2 separate regions of the Anas platyrhynchos genome follow, and region 1 is linked to region 2. The links are chromatin contacts, called in public Hi-C maps. All regions are on one chromosome and are shown on one strand. Each heading gives the region's core, a stretch centred on a gene start, on an enhancer-like site or on the middle of the called end of the contact. The rest is flanking DNA. Distances are from core to core; before and after follow the strand shown. Region 1 overlaps ANP32E (acidic nuclear phosphoprotein 32 family member E). Region 2 overlaps VPS45 (vacuolar protein sorting 45 homolog).

Region 1 (5,101 bases), core at 1,149-3,648, 60 kb before region 2:
TGTTCAAGGCAGTTGCTTTGTGTTCAGCTTTGAGATAGAGAAGTGTTTTCCCATCCTTTTTGCTATATTTTTTTAGCCTCAGCGAATGATTGAAAACTTATTTATAAGCGTGTACTTTTAAAGGACTTCGTTATCAGGGTTTTCCTTAACTATCTCTTACTGATGCATATAGAATTAGTTTTAAATGGAAACATTTACTATTTTGATGAATTAAAATTATTTCAGAACTGGTCTTGTTTCAGTAAACAAGCCCAATTTTAACGTTGAATGAGCTAATGTGACAAAACAAAATGAACTTAGAAGGGGTTAGCAGACTTTCCCTAAGATATGCAAACTTACCGCTTCCTAAAGCCAACTTGCAGTGTAGTGCGTCGGCTGCTACATCTCAGAAACTGAGCCTCACACAAAACTTACTTCCTAAGTAATTTTGTCTTTTCCTCAGCGTTACCATCTAAGTATAGTTTCATATTTGTCAGCTTGGCATGCAATTAAACAGCATAGCATTTTTTAAGAATAAATAATACAGAGCCTCCAGATAACTTTTGAAACTTTTTTGCTTGGTGGGTGGTCTTTTCATGCAAATATGTAAGGGTGGGTTTTATATTTTGTAGAGGTTTTGTCCTATTTTAATGCTCTTTGTATGGCAGTATGTATATAGTGTGTTTTGGTTCCTTATCAAACTCTTTCCTTAAACTTTGGAGTAACAGATTTTGTGCAACTGTGTTTTGAATAAAGCCATGACAGTGTTAAATTAAAGAAAACAACCCTGCAGCACTCTTCTGATAACTTTTAGTTGTAACAAAACATGTTTCCTCCCCACGTGTGCTGTAAATTTTAAATTAAAAAGTTTTCAAACTGAATTATTTCAAATAAATTGAGACTATTGTATTGGATTACTTCTTTTAGTATGTACAGCTGTGAAGAGGAGAATACCGTCCGTCTTCAGGAACGGAGTAAGAGGTAATCAGTCATTCCTGTTGTCTTTTTAGCTGCTGAAAAGCCTCCAGAACCGTGTGTCGTGGGGTTAGAGATGGTACTTAATGGTACTGGAGGTCTTGGTAACGTTGCCGTGGTCGAGGAAGGACGCAATGTACAACCCATGGTGATGTTTGCATGGCTCGCTTAGTGTTTCCAGATGAGTTTAGTACAGAAATGAGTGTTGGAGCTGACAGGGCTTTTGCATACTCTGTAAATCCGTACTATTTCAGTGTAGTTTAGTTATACAAGTCTGGCGAGTCTTAAGAAACAAAACTGAAAATCTAGAGACTGCATTTTGCTCTTCAGAAATGGTGACTCGATGTGTCTGGCAGCCCGAGCCGCAAGCTTAACACTGTTCCCTCAAAGTAGCTGCCTTGGTGTGTATAAATTACTTCTCATTCAAGAACAATGTTTAAAAAAAAAAATAAGGGGGGGAAGAGCTGCTTCTCCTATACAGCTAGACATAGCATTGTTTTTATTTTGGGATTAGTCCAGCATTCTTGGCAAAAATCCCCTGGACACACTTAAGAAAGCTAGTAACTAAACAGGCTTTTCTTCTACCAGATGAGTGATTAGCCAAGAAATGGGTGGTTTTCTGTGTGTGTGTGTTGTTGTTTTTTTTTTTTTAAAGGAGGGTGGGAAGGGTAAGCAGTTGCCTTTCCATCAGTGCTTGCTCCCTGCGGAGCAATTTGCCCACTGGAGCAAGGGCAAACGGGCAAAGCGAAGCTTTAGGATTGTTTTTAACAGTGGAAGTTTAGCCTCCTTTGGGGGGATACGGGTGGCTTTATGCAAACTAAACCCGAGTTACATCATTCTGGCACACGCACGACAAGGGAGCTTGAGAGGAAAGTTGGTGCTGTGTAGGCATGCCTTCAAAATAGGCAAAAACTCGAGGTGAGGGGCGGGTGTGGGCTCGCTTTGGTGGAGGCGAGCAGCTTGCCGTGACCTGCACCAAACCACCTTCCTCCCTGCCTCGGTTCCCAAATGCGGGACGGCCCCTGCGGCCACCTCCCTGAGGGGAAGCCAAGGGGCTGTTGCTGAGGGCTGGCAGCGCCCCAGCCCGCACCCAGCTCCGGCAGAGCCCCAGGGGGCCCTGCTGTCCTCCATTTTGTCGCAGTGAAGGCGAGTCCTGCTGGAGGCCGGCTGGGCGGCTTCCTCATCTTTTGTTGCCCCTTTTATCGCTTTTCCAGCCCCCTTACACCACCCCTGTGGGCTCTTATCTCTTTATTTCCACTATTATCGCTTCCCTCCGGGGCAGGGACGCTGTAAGCGGCTTCCCCCTCACGAGCTCCCCCCTCCCCCCCACCCAAGGACTCTCCCTCAGCCCCGCCTGAGGCCGCGCGGGGCCCCCCGAGAGCGGGAAACCGCCAGCCACGGGGTTCCCCGGCTCCGGGCAGCAGGGGCCGAGCCTCGCGTCCCTGCCGCTGATTGGCTGAGATTTGCCGCAGTTCCGCCCCTCCGTGCGAGCCCGCCCAGTCCTGGGGCCGCTTTGAGGCGATGCCCCGCCCCCTCTCCCCGCCCACTTCCAACGGTCGCTCCGTAATGGCGGCTGCCCGCGCCCATGGCTTGTATCTGCTGAGGGAGGCTGGGTCCCCGTCCCCTCACAGAGGCTTGTCCTGTCCGTCTGTCTGGTCACAAAGCAGAGGTGTTTTGGTGTGAAAAGCAAAATTTAGTACCGAGTCCGACCCCCAACCCCCCAATTAAAAAAAAAAAAAAAAAAGAAAGATTAAACACGAACCCCAGAGTAGTTCCCAATGTTCGTCATGAGGGAGGATGAGTGTAGCTGTGCTTTGCTACCTCGAAGGAGAAAAACAAATCAAATTAGTTAGCTATAGATAATTTTTTTTAAAAAAAGATTTATGTTTTCATGTAGCTCATGCTCCGGGTGCATCTTATGTGCCTGTTCCCCACATTTGAGCTGGAAGCATGGTGGATGTGGGGTTACCTGATGGCTTCCCCAGTCCTCGCCGCCCTCCTCCTGTGGCTCTGCCTGATTTCATGTAGACCTTGCTGGTGTGGGGTCTGTGGCCTCTTAAACCATGCACCTTCCCTTCACTGGACTGTTTGAGCCCTGGTCCAGGGCAGAGAGGCTGCTTGTTGGTGTGTGGTGGAACCAGGGGCTCACCTAAAACCATCCCCATACGCTCCTGGACTGCTAATTATCCTTCTTCTCCCCCAAGTGAAACTTAGCTCAAAAAGCCATACTGCTGAGAACACACCACCACGAGGGTCCTTCACCCCCTAGCCTTCAGGGAGCGTGCTTTCGAGCTTCTTCGTGTGTATTGTGTGATAAAGGGGAAGTGGATGGACATAGATTCAGGAATGCAGGCTTGGAAAACAGTGAAAAATACCCTGAGTTGTATGACGGAGTAGTGTGAATTATCCAAAAGAACATTTTGCCCCATTCAACTGTAAACGAAATACTGTGTGTGTTGATTTTGGCAGCAATAGAGTTGCTGTGCACTAAAAATGTGCAGACCAGTTTCACCAATCATAAACATTGCAGATGTCCGAACCAAAAGAACGAGATCAGTTTAGAAGTGATAAGAATATTTTTTTCCTTTTCTGCTTTCTGAGTCTCTCAGTTTTGGTTGGGTTTGCTGCCTGAGTTGTAAGTATGCGCTCACGCTCACCATTTGCTGTTTGCCGATCAGCAGCACTGGCAAGCGAGCAGCTGCCCATGGGTTGCAAAATGCACGGGATGGCAGCAAAAAAAGTCAGCGAGAGCAGCTGCTCGGAGCAGGATGGCAGCAAATTTGTTTCTGCAGGGCATAGCCTGCGGCAGGGAAAATTCTGGTGCTATTCCTCTTGGCAGATTTTTCACTGGAGTTATAGCTTATTCTTTTGGAGAACGCTTTTTTATAAAAACTTTAATTTTAAAGTTTATAGCATGCTTCATTTTCTGCTTTGAGCGTCTCGTTTAAAAACAAACAAAAAGCCCCCCAAAACAATTGAGGAAACCCTTCAGTCATGCTTCAAATTTAACTGCCAAAACTGAGGGAGAATCCAAAAATAAATGTATGGCCACAACAACAAACCAAAAGAAAACCACATTGTACATAAAAGCTGGGAACTCATTGCACTGAGGAAAAGCATTCTGTTCCAGAAAAAAAAAATGACCACAGACTTCATGTTTGGTTTTGTGTTGGAAAAGAGGAGGTATTTTTCCTGTATTAATATGTTAAAATGGTGCGTTTGATGTGCACGTCCTGCAGTAAAACTAATTCAAATAAAATAATTGTATCGATGAGTGCGGGGGAGCAAATGAGAGTTCCTCATCGCCTCCTAGTTGAAGATTAATAGTTTCTGTCCGTTAAAACAGTTGCGCAAATAATCTTATTCGAGGTTCCTGGAAGCGTCTTCGGGAACTGTGCACCCCGGGGTGGCTTTGCCCCGATGTGCTGAGCACGGCCGAGCGCTGGATCTGCCCCACGGGTGCTCACCGCATCCCTTTGTCATCCCCAGGGACCCCCAGGGTGGGAGGAAACACACGCTCAGACAGGGGTGTAACACACATCGTGCATCTCAGGGGTTGTGAGAAAAGGGAAAATGAAAGGAAAAAAGAAAACAGGCCTTGGGTAGATGAAGCACTGCTTCGAATGGGCTGTTTACGTATTAAGATTCGTTTTTTTTTTTTTTTTTTTTTTTTTTTTTTATGATTTTCAGTGTGGTATTTAAGAATAAAATTGTTTTGCTATTCTTTCTCAGCTTGCTTGGTATTTTTTGTTAGTTAGAACATAAGGAACATAGTCTAGAGGAAAACAAAATATTCATGTACTTTCTACACAAGTAGATTTATATAAAAATATAGAACTCTCCAAAACATAAAAATATAAATCTCCAAATAATCTATCTCAAGATATTATTTGAGGGTGGAGGTTTTTTTTTTTAAATAAATTCTCTTAACAGTTTTTTTTTTTTTTTTTTTTTTTTTTTTTTTTTAATACTGACTTTGGCAGAAGACTTGCTGGCATCATGTTCCCAACCCCAGAGACCTCTTGGTCTCTTCTGGTGGAGGAGCATCCATCGGGTGTTTTAGCTCAGGGACATTGGGAGCTTAAAGAAAACTGAAAATCTCTCTATTTTTAAAATTATTTTTTTAAAATATATTTTATTTCCCCCA
Region 2 (5,125 bases), core at 2,409-4,908:
AGCTTAGCTCAGCACCAGCCCAGGTCAGGGATGCGTGGGTGCAGCTTCTGCTGTTCCACCTGCTCCATGTCAGACCCCATCCCTCAATCCTTTCTGCTGGCCTGAAATCCATCTCAGTCAAGAGCTGGTTTCAAGGAGACGACAGCATTCCTGCTGCCCTCGCTATCACACACTCATTGAAACTGCCCAGCCACCCCGTCCAAAATCCACCATTTCAGTTTTAAAGGTAAAATGTGGAGCGAGGCAGATACCTTCCGGCCTCCCAAGGACATACCCAAACAATTCGTCTCTTCTATGACGAGAATTCATTTTTTTAACTCATAAAGGAGGTGATTTATATCCCCTGCCGTCAGCCTGGCAGGGAATTTGGGAGCTCCCCGTTACAAAACAGATTTTCCCTTTTATCAGAGGGAGGCAAATGTCCCAAGGCAGGGGTAGGGAGGAAGAGCAGCGTGTGTGTGCCTCGGGGAGCCAGCCACGAACGCTCGCTCCCTGACATGCCCTGACCCTCTCACCCCCTCGACATGGCTGAATCTTGGTCCCCAAACCCATTTCTCTGCCCACTCGGTGCCCTCATCTGAGGCCCGTATTTATCCATAATGACTTCACTGACAACAGATGAGTTGAGCTCCAGCAAAGTCAGCTCGAAGCAGGCAGCCAGGGCCCTTTTCAATTTCAGTTATTAGCCACGTTCAGCAAGATCCCATTCCGCTCAGAAATAGTAACTGGCTCAGAAGGGAGAGCTAGCAGTTGGGCTATTTTTGGGACTCTGCAAATAAACGCCAGATGGTATGGAGTGAAGTTAGGGGGCATGCTGAAATCCATCATGTGAACATCCCGGCAGCGTGGTGCAGTGGCATTATCCCTTACCTAAGCTCTTACAAGAGGAATGTCAGGTCTTGATGACTCGGCCAGTGCTGAACACGAAGAAAGGAAGCCTTATGTCTGTCTTTACAGCCCTCCCCAGCACCTACCTGAGAGCACAGCCACCACCTACACCATCAGGACATTTCTTTGACAAGCCCGAGGTGTTTTTTTCACCCAGGGACAAACCACAGAGCAGGTGGCAGCAGCAGGAGGAGCAGGCGTGCTCCAGTTCCCCAGCTCTGCCCTACAAGGCCCCACGTACCTGTCCCGGAGAGTGTTGGGCCCCAGGTAGGGGAACTGGCTGTCCTTGAGTTTCCCTTTGATGAGCTGGTCTAGCGTTTCTTGCAGGAGAGGCTGGTGCTGGGTATACACATTCTCAACGCCCTGCAGCGCAGAAGAAGCTCTTGTCAGGAATTAACACAGCGAGGCAGCAGGCTGAGATGATCAGCAAAGCCACGTTCAAAAAGCCCCAGCATTTATCTGATGGATACAGCAAGTGTTAGCCGTTGAGTCGAGGTTTAGGGGGGCTTTTCTGCAACCAACTCCCATCATCTACATGAGAATTCTGCCCTAATGCTCCCTGCACTTACTATTAAACGCTGAAAGCCACACCATGTGGCACTGCAGCCCGTGAGAGTCCTGCTCTGTGGCTGTGATTCTGACTACAGCTTTTGTTATCTCACCCGTGGCAGAGCCGTACCTTCAGACCTTTGAGGAACTGCTTGGTGATTGCCACAGCGTCCTTGGGACTGAACAGGTCGCTGCCCCGGACCCGTTTCCCTCCGTACTCCACAACAGCAGACACCAGCTGTGCAGAGAGAGGCAAAACCAGAATCTTTTTAACACAGGGAAGCTGTTTCCAGGCAGTTACTGTCCACTCAGCACTCAGAAGAGACGCATTCCCCCTCTCCAACAAGAGCCCCAGCGCCGTGACGCTGCCTGCACAAGGAGAGGGGCTGTCGTTCCCGCAGCCTTTTGCAGGGCGAGCAGATCCTCCACGCGAGGTGACATCATTCTGCTTCTCCACCTCCTCTCCAGCTGCTCTCCGCATTTGCCAGGCGCTGCCACCCTCTCCCTCCCAGCCTGGCTCCTGCTGCGGGCTCAGCACATCCCTGCAGCCACTGCCTCGCCAGCAGGAGCTGGGGGCAGGCAAAAGGAGCACGCACTGGGCTCCGTGTCCATGCCCCACGCTGGTTGTAGCAGCCTCCTGGCATGCTCTGCTTCACCAAAATCCTTTGTAACATCACTGCTTTTGGAACAGGGAATTAGGGAATCAGCTGTGAAGCAGCACCCGCAGCCCCCAGCTGACCTCCGGGCTCTCTTTGGGGTGGAAAAGCAACAAAAAGAGCGCTGTGCTACGCCGAGACCCCACCACCAGGCACCTTCCCCCGAGGAACACATCCCAAATCTCCCTCCTGCCCCAGCAGAAGGGGAAACGTGGCAGCTACCTTGCGGTATCTGTCTGACACCCCTCTGTTCCTCAGGTCTGTCAGCAGCCCCGGCAGGCTGTTGCTGCTGTGGCGCTCGTAGTGCAGGGCATAGAGCATCACCAGCCGCGCGGCGTCGAGCTCCGTCACCTTGGGGTTCTGCAGCAGGCGCCGCACGTTCTGCAAGAGAGGGAGAGAGGGAGAGGCCTTTGAAGGACGTGAAATCGGACCGAGAGCGAGCCCACTGCCTAGCAACAACACTGCACAGAGGAGGGACGCGAGGGAATTAAATTGGGAGGAAGGAAGGAACGGAGCCGAGCTTCTGGAGGGCTCTGCAGTCAGGGCGAGCGGAGCACGAGCTGCTTTTGTGGGCCTGGGGATTCGTAACCCGGTCCTGCTGGGTTATTAACTCCCCAAAATGTGCTGCAGGGAGAGCTCAGCTTGGTGTGTGCCCCCCCCTGCAGCAGACACGCGTAGGAATTTCTCATCTCTTCTCCTTCCCAACCTCAGTGAAGCAAAGGCTGGCCCGCAGGTTGACTGCCAAGAGCCAAGAGCACAACTGCAAGGATCTTGGTTTCTTTCGGAAGCTGTGGAGGAGCAGCATCACACTCAGACAGTCTTTGGGTGTGGGAAGCAGAGGGACGAGCACGAAGCGCTTGGAAGCGAAGGAAGGAAGGAATTAAAGCAGGAAAAGGCAAAGCAAAACGACAGCAGCGGAGAGGGAAATACAAAACCCACGGGTATTTCCTTCCAGCACGGAGATTGTTACTTTTCCTGCTGAAGGGAACACGGTGCCATGTTAAATACGAAGGGTGCACGCCCCAAAAAGCTGCCTGTTGAACCACAGACCACTCCCAGGGAAGATATGGAACCCCCACAGGACCGTGGGCAGGATATAAAGGCTCGTGTAAGCTGGCAGCTGGCCACAGAATCACTAGGGCCTCCTCGTTCCAAGAAAAAGGACTTAATTCCTCTCCGCACCCTCTCAGTCACTGGGTAGAGCCTTGGAGCTACGAGAACACACACGAGAGCCAGGCTGGGAGCTTGGGGGAGCAGTGGGAGTGAGAAGCTTCTCAGCTCTGAGCTCGGAGGTGGCTCTGGCAGAAGAGGCGCCGACTGCTGGAGGTGCTCGCGGGCATCTGGTCGGGGCTGGGCAGATGCTTGAGTACACCCCAGAGTCTGAAATTCTCCCTGTGAAAGCAAAACAATCCGCCTGCCCTAGCTCCAACGCAGGGAATTAGAGGAGCTGCCAGTTGTACAGCTGCGTTAGTGGCAGTTCCAAGCGAGGGACGGAACCAGCTAGGATTGTTTCCACCCTAAGCAAACGTGACCTTGAAACGCTCCAAAAAGCCCAGCGTATCTCTGCAGGGCTCTCCCACCCTCCCAGGACAGATAGGCAGCGCGGAAACATCCTGCAAACAGCTGTGAAACAATGTTGGGAAAGCGTTGCCGTTTCCCCAGCTGATTCAGCTCCGCTTGCCGTTATCTGCCCAGAAATAGGGGCTGAAATCCTGGCTTGGGGGAGGATCCCCGAGGCGAAGGGTAAAAACCTTGTTGAGGTCAGGACTTCACCTGTACAGGGAAGGACGGAGTCATCCCATGGAGATGTTGGCTTGCGAGCTTTTTGGCAGCACAGCAGCACTGCCCGTGCCCGCGGGGAGCTCGGGGAACAGAAAAGCTCTTGTCCAGCCTGGGAGGTGGGATCCCAAACCTCCCCTCAAGGCTCCCATACAACGTGGGGATTAATGAGAGCGGGGAAAGAGTAACCAAAACGTCCTGTGCTTGGGGGCCCTGGCTGCCAGAGAAATTAACAATTGCTGAAGTTACGTCAGGGGCAGAACAATCTTGCCTTTATTTCGTGCGCTGCCTTGTTCATTGTGCCCGTGGCCTTGCCCCGGCGCTGCCGTTAGGAGACTGCGACAGGGAACGGGGCAGCTCCAGAGATGCTGATCTCTGTCTCGTGCAGAAAGATCCCAGATCGTTTTTTGCAACTTTGCAGTTATTTTCTAGCCTCTACACGGCTTTCAGTCCCTCTCAGTTGCCAGAAGCACACCAGAGCTCCTCCAGCATGGAGCTGGGAACAAACTTGAGCACTGTGAGAAGGGCAGAAGCACCCATTTCGGGCAGAGCAGCACCCAAACGAGCACCTGGGTGAGCTCCAGCAACCACCCTGCACCTATGAATCAAAAGCCATCGGATCACATCTCTGTGCTCCCAAATCTGGGTGGCTGCAGGGATTTTGATAGGCCTGTCCTGCTTCACACCTGCTCAGGACCTGGCAGTGCCTGAAGAACTGATCTTATCGCTCAGCCACCCACCTGGAGCACGGCGTAACAGCCCGAGAAGACGGGTATCTCACACCCGTTGGAGATGCTCAGCCTTATTTTCCTGTCCGAGTGTTGCTGTGCTGCATAAAGGAGCCCGTTACGCAGCGTATCATCTACCCTAGCCACAAAAAAAATTAAGGAATCGCTTTTTAATACTGAAGCAGTGGCTGAACTCTGCTCTAACACAGCCCCTCTCGACAATGCTGCTATTTTCCCTGACCAGGCAGCAGCCCCGACCTGTCGTTACCGACGTGCTGTCAGATGGGAGGTCAGGTCGTGGAATCCAGCAAGCCAGCACGGGGTCAGACCTCCAGTCTATACCCAGCTATAACAGAAGCCTCTTTTAGGCTTTTGCAGTCCTCTTTGCCAACGAAATCTTTTCTCTAGGAGGCTTTTCACAGTTTTTTATTTTTTAAAGAAAAGTAAAACCTGCCACCTCAAGGAGCAGCCTGGTTTAGGCCACTTTTTGGTTTCCATTTTTCACCCAGTGCTGCTCAGGGGCCA

The links. A called contact is a pair of places that touch in the nucleus more often than the background predicts.
Region 1: a contact with region 2 is called in a Hi-C map of subcutaneous adipose tissue, with 2.3 times the contacts expected there. The contact joins two enhancer-like sites. A contact is called at or near these places in 5 of 8 Hi-C or Micro-C datasets (F1 follicle, liver, skeletal muscle and 1 more).

Annotation. Positions count from the first base shown.
Region 1 is chr26:1,186,533-1,191,633 of IASCAAS_PekinDuck_T2T, reverse strand. It overlaps ANP32E (acidic nuclear phosphoprotein 32 family member E), which reads left to right. Exons shown (of 7, transcript XM_027444476.3): 7 at 1-893. Among named protein-coding and RNA genes, the nearest start is that of ANP32E, 14 kb to the left of the region's middle. Within about 2 kb of position 2,398, at least 5 of the 8 cell types and tissues checked have an H3K27ac peak or open chromatin away from gene starts, as enhancers often do. A contact at or near this core is called in F1 follicle and subcutaneous adipose tissue, where this site is marked.
Region 2 is chr26:1,128,079-1,133,203 of IASCAAS_PekinDuck_T2T, reverse strand. It overlaps VPS45 (vacuolar protein sorting 45 homolog), which reads right to left. Exons shown (of 14, transcript XM_027444478.3): 11 at 2,316-2,474; 12 at 1,568-1,675; 13 at 1,130-1,251. Among named protein-coding and RNA genes, the nearest start is that of VPS45, 8.5 kb to the right of the region's middle. Within about 2 kb of position 3,658, at least 5 of the 8 cell types and tissues checked have an H3K27ac peak or open chromatin away from gene starts, as enhancers often do. A contact at or near this core is called in F1 follicle and subcutaneous adipose tissue, where this site is marked.